2 separate regions of the Mus musculus genome follow, and region 1 is linked to region 2. The links are chromatin contacts, called in public Hi-C maps. All regions are on one chromosome and are shown on one strand. The core of a region is the stretch at or near the end of the contact, and the rest is flanking DNA. Distances in the headings are between cores, read along the strand shown. Region 1 holds the start of Zfp768 (zinc finger protein 768). Region 2 has its middle 4.0 kb from the start of Gm31897.

The links. Hi-C and Micro-C count contacts between places; a contact is called where the count stands out from the background.
Region 1: a Hi-C map of the G1E-ER4 cell line shows a contact between it and region 2, with 3 times the contacts expected there. The contact joins the promoter of Zfp768 here to the enhancer-like site in region 2. A contact is called at or near these places in 15 of 39 promoter capture datasets (the 3T3-L1 cell line, 3T3-L1-derived adipocytes, the C10 cell line and 9 more), 4 of 15 datasets of contacts at CTCF or cohesin (CD8 T cells, the NIH/3T3 cell line, large pre-B cells and 1 more), 21 of 484 Hi-C or Micro-C datasets (B cells, the G1E-ER4 cell line, the N1E-115 cell line and 14 more), 23 of 115 datasets of contacts at active chromatin or transcription factors (the 230-238 cell line, CD8 T cells, the HPC-7 cell line and 15 more) and 3 of 9 other capture datasets (adipose tissue, liver and pancreatic islet).

The regions. Positions count from the first base shown.
Region 1 is chr7:127,343,167-127,347,513 of GRCm38.p6, reverse strand. Zfp768 (zinc finger protein 768) reads left to right here and starts at 2,200. Exons shown (of 2, transcript NM_146202.1): 1 at 2,200-2,365; 2 at 2,639-4,347. The coding sequence starts at 2,278. The coding sequence ends at 4,257.
Region 2 is chr7:127,281,440-127,286,085 of GRCm38.p6, reverse strand. It overlaps the pseudogene Gm17511. Among named protein-coding and RNA genes, the nearest start is that of Gm31897, 4.0 kb to the left of the region's middle. Within about 2 kb of position 1,680, at least 7 of the 459 cell types and tissues checked have an H3K27ac peak or open chromatin away from gene starts, as enhancers often do. A contact at or near this core is called in the G1E-ER4 cell line and the SCID.adh cell line, where this site is marked.

The DNA.
Region 1 (4,347 bases), core at 951-3,450, 61 kb before region 2:
CAGAAAGATGAGGAAGAGGAGGGGGAGAGGGCGGGAGAGGGGGAGGGAAAAGGGAGGGGAGAGGAGGAAGAGGAGGAGGAGGAGAGAAAGAGGAGGAGGCAGCTAGGGGTGTAGCTCAGTTGATGGAGTCTTTGCCTCATACTCACAAGGCCGAGCATGGTGTCACATACATATAGTCCCAGTCCTCTGGAGACGGGGACAAGAGGATCCTCAGTTCATAGAGAAGTCAAGGCCAGTCTGAGGTAAAGAGAGACCATTCCTGGACAGACACATCACTACTAGATCTGGACATCTGACACCCAAAAGGCTTAGCAGAGTCTTCAGAATCTTCAAACTTGCTGGCTGTGAAAACCCTTGATTATAGTATGCAGGAAGCTGAGCGCAGCGAATTGGCTCGTTAGCTGTCAAGACTACCAAACTTGCTTCAGTAGAAGAGTAGAAAATGATTAGATTAGATTAGATTAGATTAGATGATACTGACGACACGACTGTTCCATGCGAGAGTTAGGGGAAAGTCTTTATCTTATTTCTAATTGTCGATAGGAGAGAGAGAACAGCCAAAGCCATCTGGAAGAGTGCAGAGCACAGGGAGACAGGGAGAAAGGCTGAACAGGGCCCGCAGACTGGGCGGGGCCAGGGCTATCTGCAGGTATTCCTTCTACGCTCCGCCCAACAGTTACCTAGCAACAGCCAGGTAGGTCTGGCTTGCTATAAAAGGGCCTGTTTGGCCCACCTTCCTTCTTTCTCTTCTCTTCTTTCTCTTCTCTTCTCTTCTCTTCTCTTCTCTTCTCTTCTCTTCTCTTCTCTTCTCTTCTCTTCTTCTCTTCTCTCTTTTCTCCTCTCTTTTCTTCTCTTCTCTTCTCTTCTCTTCTCTCCCCTTCCCCCTCCCCCTTCCCTTCTGGAACTCTTCAGTGTCACTCTCCGAACTGTCCCGCACGCTTGTGAGAAAATCAAGAAACGAGGAATCAAACACAAGATTTGGAAAGGGAAGAAATTAAAGGTCGTCCTATGTTAGTATCTCTGGAGTGGCCCCTCAGCACCTGTAAAACCTGAGAGCAGAAGAAACGAGAAGGGAGAAAAGCAGAGGAGGAAGGGTGTCTACCCTAAGAGCCCTAGGCTTCCATTCTTCCTAATACAGGACAAACGGCTCAGGGGAAAGTTTACAAAGCGCAGGCCGAGCTCGCGAGGAGACGCCCGGCGCCTCCCTCTCTCACTCCCGCAGGCATTCCGGGCATCCTGTTAGAATGGCCTGAACGCCCTCTGCTCTACACGGCCCGGACCCACGGTGACCCCGGGACCACGGTGAAGCAGAGACAGCCGGCCCCAACAACCAATCCTGGGAGGAGTGGGCGGTGCCTCGCGGCGCGGAGGCGGAGCTGTTTCTCTGGCAACGAGCCCGCATCGCGGAGGGGGAGGGGAGGGCGAGGGAGGGGGGAGTGGGCGCGGGTGTCACTGTCGTAGCTCGGCGGGCTAGCAGGCTCTGGGCTCCAGAGCCTGGTTGTGCGGTCAAACGGGCGTCCGTCCGCGTTCCCGGTGCCAGTCCGAGTGCCCCGAGGCTGAGGCGAGGAGCTAGCCGCCTCCCCCGCTGGCGCCGGGAAGCGTCGCTCCTTCTCGCTGACCTTGGTCTCACTTGCCGCTTCGCCCTTGGCCACACTCAGTAGCCAGCACATGGTCGGAGAAACCTGCAGACAGGTCCCCGGTTAGGCCGAGACCCGCGATACAGACACACAAACTGCTGTTGCCCTTCCCGCCGGCTCCGGGGCGTCGGGTCGCCCCCACCCCCCGAGGCCCGGGAGATCCAGTCCAGGGTTAATGCCAACGAGTTTCCACCTCCAGCCGCTCCTAGAGAGGCCGCGGCGCGAGCCAGCGGGGGGAACTGGCCAGGGACGGACACTTCCTGTGCGGGGGGAGGGGGCAGGGGCGCAGTAGCCCGGCCGGGGCTAGGGGCCGAGACTAGAGGGTCTCGGGCTGGGAGTTGTGGCTGGGGGACGGCCGGAGGAGTCGCCTCGCCCCTCACCTCCGAGGCCACGACGCGCGGGGGCCGGTGAGGGCCACGAGACAATCGGGGACCTTGGGAGGGGGGCGGGGCAGCGGACAGGGGCGGGGCCGGAGAGGCCCAGGGTCAAGACGTCCGGCCTTCGCGGCCGAAGCCAGGCCGCCCGGTCTCCTCGGAGGCTCTGAACGCGCGGGTGGCGAGGGCTCGGGGCTCCAGGCACTCGAACTGGGTCGTAGGATCGTCCGCCATCGCCACCGCCGCCGCACTGGGAACTGGCAGGGATGGAGCGGGAGGCGTCGTCGTGGGGCCTGGAGTCCCGGGATGTGCACAGTCCCAACGCAGTGGGCAGCCCCGAAGGGTCTCTCAAAGGTGAGGGAAGGACCGCGCCTCTTAGGAGTGTGCCAGAAAACTGGGCTGTGGCCTGCGGGAGGGAAATAAGGCCGGAATCTTAAACACTTGGAAGTGGGGTGGAGGGTGGAGACTGAGTGCCCCGGGTCTTTAGAGGGGAGGTGGTACATTTTGTCACCTCACTTGTAGGGGCCAATGACCCTGCTTGGGGAGTGGGAAGAGAATTTTGGGACAATTAATGGACCCAATGACCTTCCAGACCCCCATTCAATCTGGATTTTCTGTAATTCTCAGATCCTGCAGGCAACACAAGTGAGAATGAAGAAGGGGAAATTTCTCAGCGAGAAGGCAATGGGGACTATGAAGTTGAAGAAATACCTTTTGGGCTTGAACCCCAAAGCCCAGAGTTTGAGCCACAAAGCCCAGAATTTGAATCCCAGAGCCCCAGGTTTGAGCCTGAAAGCCCAGGGTTTGAATCCCGAAGCCCTGGGTTTGTGCCCCCAAGCCCTGAGTTTGCACCCAGAAGTCCTGAATCAGATCCTCAGAGCCCGGAGTTTGAATCCCAGAGTCCTAAGTATGAGCCCCGAAGCCCTGGCTGCCATCCCAGGAGCCCTGGCTGTGAACCTGGGAGTCCTAGGTATGAACCCAAAAGCCCTGGGTACGGTTCAAAGAGCCCCGAATTTGAATCTCAAAGTCCAGGGTATGAATCTCAGAGCCCCGGGTATGAACCGCAGAACTCTGGAGATGGCGTTCAGAATTCTGAGTTCAAAACCCATAGCCCTGAGTTTGAAACTCAAAGTTCCAAATTCCAGGAAGGTGCAGAGATGCCTCTGAGCCCCGAGGAAAAGAATCCCTTGAGCATCTCCCTAGGAGTCCACCCCCTGGATTCCTTTACTCAAGGGTTTGGGGAGCAGCCCACAGGAGCGCTGCCTCCATTTGACATGCCTTCGGGGGCTCTGCTGGCTGCACCCCAGTTTGAGATGCTCCAGAATCCACTGAATCTGACAGGAACCCTGCGTGGGCCAGGCCGTAGGGGTGGCCGGGCCAGGGGTGGGCAAGGCCCTCGACCTAACATCTGTGGCATCTGCGGGAAGAGCTTTGGACGAGGCTCGACCCTGATCCAGCACCAGCGCATCCATACCGGCGAGAAGCCTTACAAATGTGAGGTTTGCAGCAAGGCCTTTTCCCAGAGCTCTGACCTCATCAAACACCAGCGCACGCATACAGGCGAGCGGCCCTACAAGTGTCCCAGGTGCGGCAAGGCCTTCGCTGATAGCTCTTACCTACTCCGCCACCAGCGTACCCACTCTGGCCAGAAGCCCTACAAATGTCCACACTGTGGGAAGGCCTTTGGCGACAGCTCCTACCTCCTGCGACACCAGCGCACCCACAGCCACGAGAGGCCCTACAGCTGCCCCGAGTGTGGCAAGTGCTATAGCCAGAACTCGTCCCTGCGCAGTCACCAAAGGGTGCACACTGGGCAACGGCCTTTCAGCTGTGGCATCTGTGGCAAAAGCTTCTCCCAACGGTCAGCACTTATCCCCCACGCCCGCAGCCACGCCCGTGAAAAGCCCTTCAAGTGCCCAGAGTGCGGCAAGCGCTTCGGCCAGAGCTCAGTTCTGGCCATCCATGCCCGCACCCACCTGCCAGGCCGCACGTACAGCTGCCCCGATTGTGGCAAGACCTTCAACCGCTCCTCTACACTCATTCAGCACCAGCGTTCCCACACAGGCGAGAGGCCGTACCGCTGCGCTGTGTGTGGCAAGGGCTTCTGTCGCTCCTCCACGCTGCTACAGCACCATCGCGTGCATAGTGGGGAGCGACCTTATAAGTGTGATGACTGTGGAAAGGCCTTCTCGCAGAGCTCCGACCTCATCCGCCACCAGCGGACCCACGCAGCCGGCCGCCGTTAACCAGTCACGGGTGGGGAGGTGGTGTGCAGAAGAGATGGGGTCAAGGAATTTATGGATAGAGGAAAAGCTGGTGGAGAATAGAAGGACGAA
Region 2 (4,646 bases), core at 431-2,930:
TCCGAGGAGTCTGAAGATGACAGGGGCTTTGGTCTTTTTGACTAAACTGCTTTTGTTAAGTTGGCCAATAAAGAGCTGAACCTGTAAAAAAAAAAAAAAAAAACTGAAAAAAAAAGTGCATGCATACAGAGAAATGGTCACCAATGTCTTGTACCAGTCTGACCTAGGGGATCTACAAAGACCACTAGCAGTAACACGGGCTCATTGGTTAAGAGCACTCATTGGTCTTACCGAGGAACTGAGTTCGGTTCCTAGAGCCCTCAGCATGGTTCACAACCATACCTAGCTGTAGTCTGAGAAAACTGGATTCCTCTTCTGACCTCCATGGGCACCAGGCCCCCCCATACACAGTTCTCATGCGTACATGAATGCAAAACAGCCATACAAGTAAAAATAAGTGAATAAAAAATAAGAAAAGGCTAAAAGTAACCTGATAGTAGCCTCCACAACTAATGGCCACCCTAGTCAGTCTATGTGCTGGTGTACTGCTTGTATGGCTCTTAAATCTTGCAGGAGCAAAAGTAGTGAGCCTCTGGCCATGCTTGGAGCGTATAGACCTCTGACCAGAAACTCTGGCCTGCTAGCCCACTGGGGTCTCTTTGCTTTCTTCCAGTCTCACCAGGTTGATCACCCACAGGCCACAGATAAACCAGTGAAATGTCTCTGCAGAAGCACATACGTTCCCCACCTACCACTTCCTCCCCGTCACTGCCTTACCAGCACCACCTCTGAAAGAGAGTGATAAGAGACGCCTCTTAGTGGCAGCCTCGGCTCCCAGTTCACATGCACTGAACTGAGAAGCCTTTGAGAGGCAGGAGTGTGTGTGTGTGTGTGTGTGTGTGTGTGTGTGTGTGTGTGTGTGCGTGCGTGTGTGTGTGTGTGCGTGCGTGTGTGTGTGTGTGTGTGTGTGTGTGTGCGTGTGTGTGTGTGTGTGTGTGTGAGTGTGCGTGTCCAGGTCCAGAAGAAGGCAAATGTCGGGCTGGAGAGGCTCAGTGGTTAAGAGCACCGGCTCTTCCAGAGGTCCTGAGTTCAATTCCCAGCAACCACATGGTGGCTCACAACCATCTGTAATGGAATCTGATGCCCTCTTTTGGTGTGTCTGAAGACAGTGACAGTGTACTCAGACACATAAAATAAGTAAATAAATCTTTAAAGGAAGAAGAAGAAGAAGAAGAAGAAGAAGAAGAAGAAGAAGAAGAAGAAGAAGAAGAAGAAGAGGAGGAGGAGGAGGAGGAGGAGGAGGAGGAGGAGGAGGAGGAGGAGGAGGAGGAGGAGGAGGAGGAGGAGGAGGAGGAGGAAGAAGAAGAAGAAGAAGAAGAAGAAGAAGAAGAAGAAGAAGAAGAAGAAGAAGAAGAAGAAGGCAAATGTCTACGTTTTAGTCACATGCCATGACCAAAGGAAGTCCAGAACCTTCTCTTATTCTATACCAAAGGCAAAAGGTGAGTAACTGGCAGACAGCAGACACCATCAGACAGGGCTCACAGCAAGGCTGAGACTGACCAGGAAGTGGAAGCCATAAGCTGAAGTTCCCAGTTGAGCTCTCTCCCTGAGGATGGGCTCTCACCTCTTTCCCACTGTGGGCATTTTATACATGACGAACTCTGTGGGAAATGATTTATCCACATGCTGTTCTCAAGAACACAGTTTTCTGTGGGTTTGGAGTAGGGTTTAGTTTCCTTTTCTGTAGGCTCCCCCAGCCTGAAGCAGGCTGGTCCAGACTTTGACCTTGCTGCCACTAAGAAGGAGATTACCTAAAGTGGAGCCTTCTGACCTTGATGGCTCTTTTGTTCTGTCACCTGCCACTGTCCCCTCCAAGACCCTGCTACCTGCTGAGAGGCCCCTGAGATATTCCGGAGGAACAACCTATCCTGCAGGCTCCAGGCACCTAGAGTGGACTGGCAGGGGATGAGCCTTTCCGTTTATAAACACACTCTCTAAGTAAACTGGTGGGCCTTGAACAGAATCGTGTCTTGGTACCCATTAATCTCTCCCCGTCTAAGTCTCTTTTAGCCCCAGCCTGCCTCCCAGGTGTACCTGGTTCAAGTAGGCTGCAGGCCGGTATACAACACTTTTCTTTTTTTGAGGCAGGGTCTCACTATGGATCCTTGGCTGACCTGAAACTTAGAGATCTGCTTGCCTCAGCCTCCCAGGTACTGGGATTCAAGGCGTGCGCCACCATTTCCAGCAAGGATATCAAGTTTATAATACCCATATCTGCTTGTTGTTTTTTCCTGCTATAGAACTTGGGGAGCAGGTTAACCTAGGACCAAGAGTTTGGGGGTAAACAAGCAGAGACCTTCTTGCTCTCAGGACCTGCTTTCAACAAACTGAAAGAGAATATGACAATTAACAATATAATTTGCATTGCAATCATAAATCTCTCTGTGTGTGTGTTGTGTGTGTGTGTGTGTGTGTGTGTGTGTCTTTTTCTCCTACAGCTCTAGCCACCACGCCCGGCTCCAGAGACTCTCCAAGCAGCTCTCCTGTCTGTAGCAATGCCATGGGAAAATGTCCTGTAAAAATACACCTGCTGCCAGGTGGTGGTGGCGTGCGCCTGTAATCCCAGCACTCGGGAGGCAGAGGCAGGTGGATTTCTGAGTTCGAGGCCAGCCTGGTCTACAAAGTGAGTTCCAGAACAGGCAGGGCTATACAGAGAAACCCTGACTCGAAAAAAACAAAAACAACAACAACAAAAATCCACCTGCTTGCAGGGTGGGCAGTGGTAAGGTATGCTTTTAATCCCAGCACTCAAGAGGAGAGGCAGGCAGAGCTCTTGAGTTTGAGACCATCCTGGTCTACAGAGCCAGTTCCAGGACAGCCAAGGCTACACAGAGAAACTCTGCCTTGAAAAACCAACAAGCATACAAACAAACAAACAAAACAAAGGTGCCTGCTTGTAACTTCTCAGCTTTTTTTTTTTTGTTTTTTGGTTTTTCAAGACAGGGTTTCTCTGTGTAGTCCTGGCTGTCTTGGCTGTCTTGGAACTCACTCTGTAGACCAGGCTGGCCTTGAACTCAGAAATCCACCTGCCTCTGCCTCCCAAGTGCTGGGATTACAGGCATGCGCCACCACTGCCCGGCTACTTCTCAGCTTTAAAGGCAGTCAAGACATGTTTGCTCCATCCGACTCTGGAAGGCCCCAGAAAAACTTAGGACCGCTGCTACCTGTCAGTCTTCTCTCTTCTACGCAGAACATCAGCAGTTAGTCAAACATTTCCCATAAGGCAACTCTTCTGGTCCTCTTCTGGTCATACCAGGAAGAACACCTATTTCAACTTCACTCCTAAATTCTGCTACTTCAAAGTCAGTACAATAGGATGTTTCAGACAGGGTCTCTCTATGTAGCCCTGGCTGTCCTGGAACTCACTATGTAGACTAGGCTAGTTTCAAATTCAGAGAGATCCTCCTGCCTTTGCCTCCTGAGTGCTAGGAGTACAGGTATGAGCCATTACTTCTGTCTTCCAGAAAAATCTTTCAATAAAAGTAGGAAGGTGAGCTAGGGAGATGGCTCAGTAAGGTGCTTGCTGAGGATATGGGTTTGGGTCCTCAGGACCCACTTAAAAACCAGGTGCAAGGACTCACATCTGTAACCCCAGGGAGAAGTGAGGCCAGCCAGTCGAGAGGAAATAGCAAGCTCTAGGCTTGTCTCAAAAATAGAGTGGAGAACAATGCGATGCATGCACATGTACAGGGCACATGCCTGCACACACACACACACACACACACACACACACACACACACACACACACACCACTATATCCTTTAAAAGATAAAAGAAAAAGGAAGACTAGGGCTGCTGGGGAAAGCTTCACAGTCAAGTGAGTCTCTCCAAGCCAGGCTCTGGATTTGATCTTCAGCAGCACAGCAGCACACAACACAAGGAGGACAGAGAAATGAGTATCTGTCAGTGAGGAGTTGGTAAAATCAGTTAAAGACATCCATTTTAAGACAGTGGTGGTGGTGCACGCCTTTAATCCCAGCACTCGGGAGGCAGAGGCAGGGGTTTCTGTGAGTTCGAGGCCAGCCTGGTCTACAGAGCGAGTTCCAAACAGCCAGAGCTACACAGAGAAACCCTGTCTCAAAAAAACCAAAAACCAAAACAAAGCATTTTGGGGGCTGGTGAGATGGCTCAGTGGGTAAGAGCACCCGACTGCTCTTCCGAAGGTCCGAAGTTCAAATCCCAGCAACCACATGGTGGCTCACAACCATCTGTAATGAGATCTGATGCCCTCTTCTGGTGCATCTGAAGACAGCTACAGTGTACTTACATATAATAAATAAATAAATAAATAAATAAATAAATAAATAAATAAATAAATAAAACAAAGCATTTTAGCCAGGAAGTGTGATTCCTGACCCGAATCCCAGCACTCAGAAGGCTGATTCTGGGGACCCTGAGTTCATACTTCAAGTTTGTTTTTGTTTTCTAAGGTTTGTTTATTTATTTTATGAGTACATTGTAGCTGAACAGGTGGTTGTGAGCCACCATGCGGTTGCTGGGATTTGAACTCAGGACCTTTGAAAGAGCAGTCAGTGCTCTTAACTGCTGAGCCATCTTGACAGCCCAAGATTCGTGTCTTTATACTCATGTATGCACATGGTTTTGTGTGTGTGTATATGTGAGAGAGAGAGAGAGACAGAGACAG